Linked DNA regions of Rattus norvegicus: region 2 is linked to region 1. Evidence: chromatin contacts called from public Hi-C data. All regions are on one chromosome and are shown on one strand. The core of a region is the stretch at or near the end of the contact, and the rest is flanking DNA. Distances in the headings are between cores, read along the strand shown. Region 1 has its middle 18 kb from the start of Loxl1. Region 2 holds the start of Insyn1 (inhibitory synaptic factor 1).

Region 1 (5,387 bases), core at 2,428-4,927:
TAACTGGGCTGGTTTGTCTGGCTTCGGTGGGAGACCAGGATTTACTTACTCCTGAAGTGACTTGAGGTGCCAGGGTGGGTTGGTACGCAGGGGGGATGTCCCCCTTCTCGGTAAAGGTAAAGGGGGAAGGACCATGTGAAGGGGACTGGGAAGGGGGCTGCTATTGGAATGTAAAGTGAATGAATAAACGAACAAACAGGAACAAAACCTGATATTCTACTGTGTGCTCAACTTGTTTGTTTAACCTGCCTTTAAGAAAAGAATGCAGCAACCAATGTTACTTGCCTTGCATTTTCCATGTAATAAACTATTCCAACCTAAGCCAATGCACAGGTTAATCTTAAGTTATTATGTACTCTTCCATTCCCTGACACAAGAGTAAAACATGTGTGTTTGCATGTTGTTTGTGTGTGTGTGTGTCATGGTAATCATTTGCTGGAAAGAACAAGTTGGCTGAAAATGAACATCCACCATAAATGTTGGAAGCGGCATTCTGGTATTGCTTGATAGTGTTTGTTTGTTTGTTATCTTGGCCATTTGGGGTCAGTTGGAGTCAGTTACTTAATCCCTTGTAAAACTCTGTTAGAAATTTCTGGAAAGTATCCCTCATTCCTTCCCTATGTGATGCTTTCTGTGCTGTTTAATAAAAGAGAGCGTAAAGGTCTTTGTGAAGGACAGACACACAAGAACACATAAACACAGACAAAGGGACAGAATCACCAGACAGCTTCAAGTAGGTACAATTCAAGAGCCAGACAAATAAACAGAGGAGGACAGAAGACAAGGGAGAGGAGTGGTGAATTCAAATATGGGCTTATCCTTGGTTAAATGCCATAAGAGAACGTGTTTTGATTTCTTTCATTAATGTGACACTCACTACTCTGTTGCTGTGAAAAGATATCATGATCAAGGCAACTCATAAAAAAAGAAAAAAAGAAAGCATTTCATTGGAGACTTGCTTACAATTTCAGAGGGTTAGTTCCTGATCACCTTGGTGGGAAGTGTGGCAGCAGGCAGGGATGGTCTGGAGAAGTAGCTGAGATTTTTACATCCTGATCTACAGGCAGGAGAGGGGGAAGGGTAAAGGGAGGGTCGGGTCACAGACAGAGACAGAGACAGACAGATACAGAGACAGACAGAGAGACAGAAAGACAGATACTGGGCCTGGTAAGCCCATCTCTGTGACAAGGTCATACCCACCAACCCTTCCCAAACAGTTCCGCTACCGAGAGACCAAATGTTTAAATATATAAGCCTATTAGGGCCATGCTCATTCAAGCCATCACATACAGAGATGCATTATTAGTGACTTTGAGTTTATTATTAATGCTTTCAACCTGATGCAGAGAAGGAGATTCTAGAGATGACATATAAAAGGAGAAACAGTGAGCAACTGGAAACCTGGGCTTGATTCAGCCAAGGGACCATGCTCAAAAAGCCCATGAACTCACTGGTGGGTACTATGTAAATGACCCTTAAAAAGTTATGCAGCCCCTGCCCTGGCTTTCTAAGAGCCAGGGAGCATAAGCCAGGTCTCACACACCTCCAAGCTCCTCTATATTTCTCCCTTAGACACTACCTCCTTTCCTGTAACTATCCATGTGTCTCTTGCACACTCTAGCAGCTGCCCTCTGGACTCAAATCTCCTGTAACAAGAGGAGGACCCAGGAGAAAAGAAATCCAGATGAGGGGTGGAAGGAAACACTTAGGAAAAATATCTGAGAAGGATTTCAGGTCCTCCAGAACCAAAGCTGCTGGCCTTCTCCTCCATGTCTTCTAGGGGATAGACTGTGGAAGGGAGAGAAGTGATGGCTTGGAAAGCAGGATAAGGGACCAGCCTCACAAGTTACATGGGGAGAGACAAAGCCTACTGAGGAGGAAATGACTAGAGTTGGGGGAAACCACAGAGCCCAATGGGAGAGAAGGCTACTCTTGGTTCTCTGTTGCCCAGGTAAGTTCCTGATTGGGTCAATGAACCGCTGTTGATATAGAGCAAGTGTCTTGCTCTCCACTTGTGAGGTAGGATATTCTGGCCCACAAGAGGGGAAACTGATCAGAGAAACAAATTTAACTCTGAGCCTCCTTGGGAGTATGCTTGTAGTGCTGAGAAATCACTCCTGTGTCCTAACTATGTTAAACTACAGGGTCATGGAGCCCATCATACACCAATGTCAGACATGTGGAGAAGAGACCCTCAGACCTAGAAGAGGCTCACCTGTCTCACTAGCCTGGTGACATGAGCAGGTATGTCCCTCCTTCATCAAGAGGTCTCTGCCCATTAGTGTTCCATGCAGAGGTGGCAGCAGAGACAGAACTCTGGGAGTGAGGGCCTCAACCACTCAACCAGGAAGCAGACAACTGGGTCTCATTCCCTCTCTCTACCCTTCTGTCTGTTGGCCTATCTATCTATCCATCCATCAATCTACCTATAATCTATCTATCTATCTATCTATCTATCTATCTATCTATCTATCTACCTATAATCTATCTATCCATCTATCTATCTATCCATCCATCAATCTACCTATAATCTATCTATCTATCTATCTATCTATCTATCTATCTATCTATCTATCTCCTCCTCCTCCCTTTTACTCCTCTTTATCTCTCTCTGTTCCTCTCCCTCCCTACCAGCTAACTAGCCCGCAGCAAACAGCTAAATATAGTCCCTTATTCTTTCACTCCTAGGAACTGTCCATCAACATTAATTTCTCAGCTCAGTCATTCTAGCCACAAGCAGCTGCTGCTCCTGGAATGCTCTGAGCTGAACTCAGGCCATCTTTGCTGGGGTGGAGAAAGCACATCTTGAAAGGGCAGCTTTCGGGAGTGTGAAACCGCATGGATTTTGGAACCAGAGACTAGAGTTTGAGTTTTGGTGTTTCTATTTCCAGCTGGTCAACCTTAGGCGAGCTTTATTGGCTTCATTCCATGGTGGGCTCATAAGATTGTTAGGATGGTCAATCATGATCATAGATACAGAGCTTCTAGTCGAGCCTTGGGCATGGATGGATAGCTGTTTGTCCCCTGGCCTTTATGGCTCAGAATCTAGAATTGGGATGACTAAGGCAGCTTCGCTGAGATCAGAGATCAGGTATACACATACTATCTGTCCCTGACTTTCCTCTTTGACACTATGTGGCTGTCATATGTGCATCCTGGGGAGCCAGATTACTGTCCCTCACTGCTACTCTCTCCCCATCACCTACACACATATGAAGTTAAGCAAACTCAGAGATGGATAGTTGGAACATGCAACATACAAACGCCCACCATGCCCTTTCACATACAAGCATTCCCAGATACTCACCGACACAGAGGCCCAGGTACATCCAGCTATGCAAACCAGCGCACATAGACGCACACCTGAAGCATGCCAGAACGGATACAAATGAGGCCACTGACAATCTATGTGGCCTCACAGAGACACAAACTACTGCAAGCACACACAGGAAGCCATGTACGTGTGTGAGAATGCAAGCATATCGGCTGACTCTGTGTGCAGGTGTACCACCCCACTGGATGACAGAAGCCTAAGGCCTGGATGCTTACCTGCATGGAACACAGAGCCCTAGCATGGATGTCTGAAACACAGAGCCATTGCCTGGGTCCTACTCTCCAGGCCTGAGCCAGGCTTGGGCTCTGGCGTGTAAAGAGACTTTGGCGTCCTCTGCTGACGACAGTGTTGCCTGCAGCCTGCATCAGCCTTGGGGAGAAAAAAAACGGAGACTGCAGCTAGAGTAGGAAGAGAGAAAACAGAAAGAAGGTGAGGAGTGAGGAGAGGAGAGATGAGAACCAGGCAATGTTCTGCTGCTGCAGCCACTAGGATTAAGATCTACTTACAGCCATCAACTGCCGAGACTTCTGGGTGACATACTGGGCAGTGTGACAGACAGGCTTCGGGAAGGATCTCTGGCTGCAAATGAAGCTGTGCCCTGAGCCAGCACCTTTTTACTTCCTCCAGAAAAGCCTGGTCGGACTGTCAGTCCTGATGAAGCAAGGAGCCAGACAGACACAGGGACGGCACCCTCGCTGCCCACCATGAGCTTCCTGACTGTGGCTTCATCTTCACTGATCAGGAAACACGTAGTTGCTATGAGTGTAAAGTAACAGCAGCTGTTCTACTGTAAGTGGGGATATTATTAAGGTCATGGCCTTGGCCATGGGCTTCACACAAGGTGAAGGGTGGAGCTTTGTCCCAGGCCTTGCAGGTGCCATGACACCCTGGGAGGAGAGTGACAGGTGAGGTGGACAGTGTCACATTTCTGCAGAAGGCTACAGTGTCACACTGATAGAATTCGTCAAGAAGCACCAGTCATGGCTGGCTAACCTGGCTTCTGCGGGGCTTCCCTCTTGCTAAGGTGGTGGTGAAGAGGCCCTTCTTTGCCTTGGCAGGACTTACAAGTTACTTGGAAACAGCCAGTGGTCAGTCCTGTGGACGAACACACTCTGTAAAGAAAGGCAGCCAAAAACAAAATCAAGAAGCTGACAGGATATGCTCAGTTCCCCTGGTCTTTCTTCCTGAGTGATGGGGGTTCAGATGACACCTGACATTGTGGCTGCATCCCACGACTCTGTTTTCACCTTCAACTATTGCAACAGTCCCCTCTCAATCCCCAGGTCTCCTGTTGATCTCCTACCAGTGTCACAGTGTCCCAGACACTGCCTTAGTCACTCTTCTATTGCTGGGAAGAGGCTCCATGACCAAGGCAACTCTTAGAGAGGAAAACATTTAATTGCGGCTGCCTTACACTTTCAGAGGTTTAGTTCATTATCATCATGGCAGGGAACATGGCAGCAATCTACATCCTAATCTGAAGGCGGGGGGGGGAGGGGGAGGGGGAGAGGGAGGGAGGAAGGGGAGGGAGGAGGGGGAGGGGGAGAAGGAGGGGGAGAGGGAGAGAGAGAGAGAAGGGGAAGGAGAGGGAGAGGGAGAGGGAGAAGGAAAGGGAGAGGGAGAGGGAGAGGGAGAGGGAAAGAGACACACTGACCTGTGTGTGAGCTTTTGAAACCTCAGTGACACATTTCCTCCAATAAGGCTACACCTCCTGATTTTTAAAAATCCTCTTCAAATAGTATCACTCACTATCAATAGTAATCAAATATATGAGCAGGTGGGAGCCATTGTTATTCAAACCACAACCTGTACCTTCATTCATGCTGGAGCTGGTACCCGGCCCCTGCCCTGGCTGAACAGCCCAGAGTCATGGCATCCAGATCTAGCTCTTCCTTCCTCTCCTTCTTCTAGGCTTCTCTGAGATTGGGGAGGAAACAGAAGCCACATGACTGTCTTGTCTTGGGTAGAGGGTCCCTGCTTCTCTGGCTGCTTCCCTCTCTGCTCTCTGCTCTGTGACTTGTGATTTTCATGGAGGACCCACAAGGGAGGCCCC
Region 2 (5,943 bases), core at 2,909-5,408, 170 kb before region 1:
TCCATGGAATCTGAGGAGTTTAGGGAACCTGCTGGGATGGGCCTGGCATCCTGAGTATTGGGGAACCTGGGAGAAACGAGGGCTAATTAATGTCTGACTGTCATGCCACATCCCTGGACACTTCGGTTTCAGCTTTCAAAGTGCTTTCAAATTCCTTACCTCCCTTAGTCCCCCACCCCTACCCAGGGAGCTGATGGCAGAGCTGTGGTGGGGACTGGGAGGGTGGACAGAGGGAACTCCAAATCCTCCGCAAGTGTGAGCAGGTATCGGCCCCTCCTTCATGCTATGCCTACAATGTCACCATGTTAGATATCACTTGCAGCATCCCTGTGAGGGACAAGACATCAGAAGCCCCTGTTCTGAGAGGAGCAAAAGGAGGCTCAGGGGCTTAGAGCAGAGGCTTTGGTGGCTTGCATCTTTCGGTCAATTTCAGGCTTTGTGCTCAGGAGTGTGTGTGTGGGTGTCTTCCAGGGCTAGTGGTGACTGGCAGGGAAGAGGAGGTACAGACAGCAGAGCCCGCTTCTTGCTGCCCGGCTCCTTTCAACAAGGTTCCTGTGCAATACCCCCGCCAACCATGTTTGTAACCCTGGTCTCCATACTTAAGTATTTGGGCTGAGCTGGCAGGTGCTGACATCGGGTATGATGAGGGAATAGGGGCTTGCTCATTCTACCATGGGCCCGCCACAGCGCTGATAGAGAAGCACTACAGAGGGCCTGAATGGAGCCAGCCAAATCAGCTTTATGTCTTCCTGAAGGACCTAGAGCTACACCAGAAGTTTGATACCAGGACCTGAGCTCCATAGATACTCCTGTTCCCAACAACCTCCAGCCCACAGGAAGTTGGTAATGACATCTCTTCTCCGTTTGGGTCTCTCTTCCTCTCTGTCCAGCACCCTATGCACACATCCCTTTCTGGGGGAACTAGGGAGCTCTGAGGCTCAACCTCCACCCAGCTGGGTACCATTGGCAGCGGGCAGGCAGTGGCATACGGGGTAGACTCTGGTTTCCATAGCAACCTGCCAAAGTCTTGGGTGGAGACACATGGCCTACAGATGTGGGGGGAGGGGACTCATCACTCTGTCCTGGCTCAGACCTCTGGGGTGTACAGACTATCACCTAGAGTGCTGGGGTGAGGGGCATGGGAATCAGTAAGTCTGAAAGGGATGATGGAGGCATCTAAAAGCTCCATAAGTTAACCCTGGCACTTGGGCACAACTCAAGCATCAGGCATCCCTCAGAAGTTGTCAAAACGCTGAAGTTATACAGCAGCCTTCCTGTGAAGTTTCAAATAGGTATTGGGAATCTTGAGTTCTAGGCTCAATCCTGTTATGGGTGGGTTGTGTGGCTCTGGGCAAGCCCCTATTCCTCTCTGGGCCCCAGTTTCTTCAATAGTTAAGTGGATAGGGCTTGTCTGAACTACCTGTGAGATCCCGCCAGGTTCTTTTTTTTTTGGTTCTTTTTTTCGGAGCTGGGGACCGAACCCAGGGCCCCGCCAGGTTCTTGATAACTACGCTGAGGCAGAAGAGGCAGGGGTCTGGAAGATGCCCCACTGGGAGTTGTACAAAGGCTAACCCCCAGGATTATAGAAAATACCAGCTCATGTTGGGGTCCCATGTCCAGGCCTGAGACTGACAGTTTGGATAGTTCCCATGGCCCTGATAAAACTGCAGAACATCCAGAATAAGACAGGCTGGGGGTGGGGAGGGGTTTCCTAATCCTCTGGATTCATGAGGTCAGAGGAAGATTGTTTAGGGGCTGTGGTCTTTGGTGTCCAAATTGTATTATGGAACCCAGAGCCCAGCAGCCCAGCATATGGGCAGGAGCACTACCACCTCTCAGTCCTGTCTCTGGTGAGTTATCTCCTGGCAGGATTCATGAAGCAGACCCTGGACCATTGGCTACACTGCTTTTAAGAGGCCTGACTTCAATTCACAGCTCCCTTCAAACAACCGCTCTCCCTGGCTTGGATTCAGACCATGCTGCAAAGGCATGGCCCAAGGCTTGCCCATTTCCTCAGCTTCCTAGAGCCTCCTTCCCCAAACATAGCTGGTGGGGGAGCTGGAGTCCATAACTCAGAATGATCCATTCTCCCTCTCTCTCTGCAGGGGCCCTGGTTACAATCAGTTGAAAGTTGCCTAAAGCCCACCTGGCTGGTGAAATGGGACCCAGCGGGCAAATTCAGGCCAGCGGCTCAGAATGCTGGTCATGCATTTTAGACTTGAACACAGCCCAGGGGGCAGGGTGGAAGACATGTGTACCTCATTACTCCAGCAATCTGGGAAGCAGTAATTAAACTAGGCTCTGCTTAGAAAGACAGAGAGGCTTTCTCTGTGACTTTTTGGTCCTTGCAAAAAAACACCCAGAAGCATGTCCTGTCGCGGGTTGGGGGTTGGGGTGGGGACTCAGCTCCATTAAAAAGAATTCCATTTTTTCTTCAATGAACAGAAGGACCTCTGATCCTTACCAGCAGCTCCTGGCCACCTTTTGACCCCAGGGCAGGGAGGCTGCAGCTGGTTTTAACTCCTCTCTGCCTTTGGAAATAAGAGTTTGGAATATCTGATCCCTGAAGTAAATCTTTTTGAGCTAGGCCCCAAGCAGTGAGGATTGACTAACAGAGCCATCCACTCTCCTAGAGTCCTTGCTCAGAGTCCAGGAGGCAAACAGTGGGGTCAAGGGGCAGCTTGGGTTTCAGAAGAATGTGTCCCATTAAGAATGGAGTAGGGCAGATTTAGTCCTCATTGAGCACCCTGAGTGCTAACCATAAAGATAGGCTCACTGATAGCTGCTCAGACATTCTCTGCCACACCAAGGCCCCATTACTAGCTCCAGGGATAGGGATTTTAAGCAAAACAGATTTGAGGCAAGGAGAATGGAAAGGGTGGTCCTCAGCGGAACAGCCCATGTGCACATAGCATTGCACACTCAAACACAGGTAAATGCTTTACTGCTGAGCCCAGCCAGGAAGGGTGAGGGTCTGTGTGGCCCCTGTTGGCCTCTCACTCACCTCCCTCAGCTCCTTAGCCACTTCTTTGAGTTCCCTCAGGATGCCTTCAAGTTGCCCGATGACCATCTTCATGCGCTGTCGAATCCGCTCTCTTTCTCCACCACTGTTGGGGTCGTCACTGGGCTGCCCGAGGTCCGGGGCACCCCGAATGTTCATCCTTCACCACGTGGCCGCAAGCCTGCCCATACTCGCCCCAGCGGGGCACACACTTCGTCTGCCTCCACGGAGCCCCCCTCGGACGGGCAGAGCTCCACATCTTAACGGCCCCCCAGCCTACCCTGGCCTTGGGCGGCCCTCACCCAGCCCCTGCTGCCTGCCACTCCACCTACTCGCCTCTGGGTGGGGGATGGAGCACCCAGAGGGAGACAGAATCTGACGGGGGTGGGGGGGTCAAGGTGAGGACACAGGAGGGCAAGGGGAGGGGCCTTGGGCCCAAGAACAGCTTCCAGGACTTGAAGTGCCAATGGTGTACAGAGCTGATCTTTGCCTGAATCTGGATGCGGAGGCAGGGGGATGATTCTGCAAGGACTAAGGGTAAGAGATGCCCTTGGGATGGGGGAAGGCAGCAATCCCCTCGCAACTCCTAGGCAGTTACAAAGGCAGAGGTCTTTAGATGCAGCCGAACCAGCAGAGGGACGGTGATCAGGGTCTTCCAGATGTGGAGGGGGCTCCAGATGTGAACAGCGCTGGAGAGGGAACTGGATTGGAGGAGGGCAGCCCCCTGCAGAAAGAGCGAGCCTGGCGTCAGCTCTCCCAGGCTGCTGCACCAGCCTGCTGCTGCTGCCTCCCTCTTCTCCCTGCCTGCACCCTCCTTCCTAGCTGGAGATTTATTTATTTATTTTGTTTGTGGGGAGGGGTGGTGGAGGCAGATGGTTTTCAGCATGCCCCTCATCTACAGGAAGAGTGGAGGAGCCCCTGTTTTAGAGGCATGAGTCCTCAGCCTCCTCTGGGGCACTCTAGCCGTGCCCCCCCCCCCCCGTCCCCAGGCACCAACCAAGCTTGGCCAGACAGGTTCAGCACAGGGCCTCTCCAGTTCTTCACCCTTCTTTCAATGACCACAGGGTGCCCTCCTACCCAGAGGACCCTTCCTCTCCCAGCCCCGCCTTCCCTCCGAAGCCGAACTCCCCTACTCACCGAGGGTTGGGGCAGAGGCCTTTCCTCTAAGCAATGTCGGGGGCCGAGCCCCAAGACGAGATTGGGGGGCCCCCAAGGCTCCCTAGGGCGGGCTTCTCTTTCTGGACCCTTCGGCTCCTGGCCTCAGGAAGGTCCTCCGATCGGTGACCGGAGACATCTGGGCGGTGGGAGGGGGCGGGGCCTCCGCGCTCCCGGGAAGGGGGCGAAAAAAAAATCTCCCCACCACGCTGGCCAGGCTCCGGGTCGCGAGGGTCCGGCGAGCTCGGGGGCCCCGAGGCCACAGGTGACCCGAGCCGAGGTAACACCAGTCCGGTCCAGGCGACTGAGTCAAAGTCGGAGGGCTGGGGAGGGCGCCGGGATCCCCTCAGCCCACGCCCGGCATTCCCCGGGCTCCACTGGGTTCGCGATTCTCTCTGTCCATTCCAGATCGTCAGGTCTGAGCCCCTCCGGGGTCTGTCCTGCCCCTGCCTTGCTCTGCCCTTCCCGAGCTGGCACTACTAGGCGTCCGGAGTGCACTCAGCCGGGACCCAGAATGTCGGTGCTCCCGCCGGGGTGGCGTCTGGAGCGGCCGTAGAAACCGCTCAGCTCAGCCCGGCAGTCGGCTCCATCAACGTTGGGAAAAGTCCGATTTCTTCGAGTCTCGGGGGAGGGGCCGCGGCCGTGGCCTGGGGGACCGGGTGTCGAACACGGTGGAGATGAGAGCACGAGGTGGGGGGCGGGGGAAGATTAGCACGGCGGGGCTGAGCAGAGGAAGGAAAGGAAAGCAGAAGGGGGCGAGCGAGACGCCAGGGAGGCGATGGAGGAGGCGCGCCGGGCCGGGCCAGGCACACCAGGCGCGCAGCCTCCGCTCGGCTCCACCGCCTCCAGCGCGCTCGCTCACGGCTCCGCGCCTCGCGGCCCGGGGCGCCGAGTGGCTGCCGATGGGGCAAACGAGGCACCGGGGCTGCTCCGGCCTCTCTGCCCAGCCGCTTCGCCCTCGCTCTGCCCTGGCCGTCCGGCTCGGCGGGCCTGGCCTGCTTACCCCGAGCGCCGCCGCGCCCCGCCGGACTGGCCGCCCGGCCGGGCGCAGGCTCCCTCAAAGGCCGCCGGGCTCTCGCGGCTCCGCTCGCCTCGGCGCTGGCAGGGAAGGGGCCGGCCCCGCGCGCCGGGAGGGAGCTTTTAAAGTGACACACACGCCTCCCAGTGCCCGGAGCGGAGCGCGCGAGCCGGGGGGTCTCGCCACCCTAGGGAGCGGGTTGGACTGGACGCCAGCAGGGCTGGAGGAGAGCTAGCCGGCCGTTGCCTGCCGCCCGCTGCACCGGGTGCACAGAGGCCCGGACTTGACTCCAAGTTCCTTCACCTCCTTTTACACAATCCCTTGACCCTCCTCCCCTCACTGTGGTGTGCCCCGGGGTTCCCCTTCTGGCTGTTACCCTCCTCTGCCATCATACCTCAAACTGCCCCAAATCTTGTGTCAGTTCAGTAAAAAGAACACAGCCAACCTTTACTGAACACCTATTGTGTGCCATGCTCAGGATGAGAAGGGCTTGGTGAATACTGGGCTGTTTCTCAGAAGGTTCTGTTCCCCTAGTTCTTCATCTAAGTTTTAAACATCTTTCTTTCTTTCTCTCTTTCTTTCTTTCTTTCTTTCTTTCTTTCTTTCTTTCTTTCTTTCTCCCTTTCTTTCTCCCTTTCTCCCTTTCTTTCTTTCTTTCTTTCTTTCTTTCTTTCTTTCTTTCTTTCTTTCTTTCTTTCTTTCTTTCTTTCTTTCTGGCTCTGTTGAGTAAAAATCGAGGAAAAGTTCCCCATAAGGACATTCTTGAGCA

Evidence for each region. Hi-C and Micro-C count contacts between places; a contact is called where the count stands out from the background.
Region 2: a contact with region 1 is called in a Hi-C map of Schwann cells, with 4 times the contacts expected there. The contact joins the promoter of Insyn1 here to the enhancer-like site in region 1. A contact is called at or near these places in 3 of 12 Hi-C or Micro-C datasets (the A7r5 cell line, Schwann cells and frontal cortex).

Annotation. Positions count from the first base shown.
Region 1 is chr8:67,627,596-67,632,982 of GRCr8, reverse strand. No RefSeq gene overlaps it. Among named protein-coding and RNA genes, the nearest start is that of Loxl1, 18 kb to the right of the region's middle. Within about 2 kb of position 3,677, at least 4 of the 93 cell types and tissues checked have an H3K27ac peak or open chromatin away from gene starts, as enhancers often do. A contact at or near this core is called in Schwann cells, where this site is marked.
Region 2 is chr8:67,798,204-67,804,146 of GRCr8, reverse strand. It overlaps Insyn1 (inhibitory synaptic factor 1), which reads right to left and starts at 4,158. Exons shown (of 3, transcript NM_001113791.1): 1 at 4,139-4,158; 2 at 3,005-3,725. The coding sequence starts at 3,160.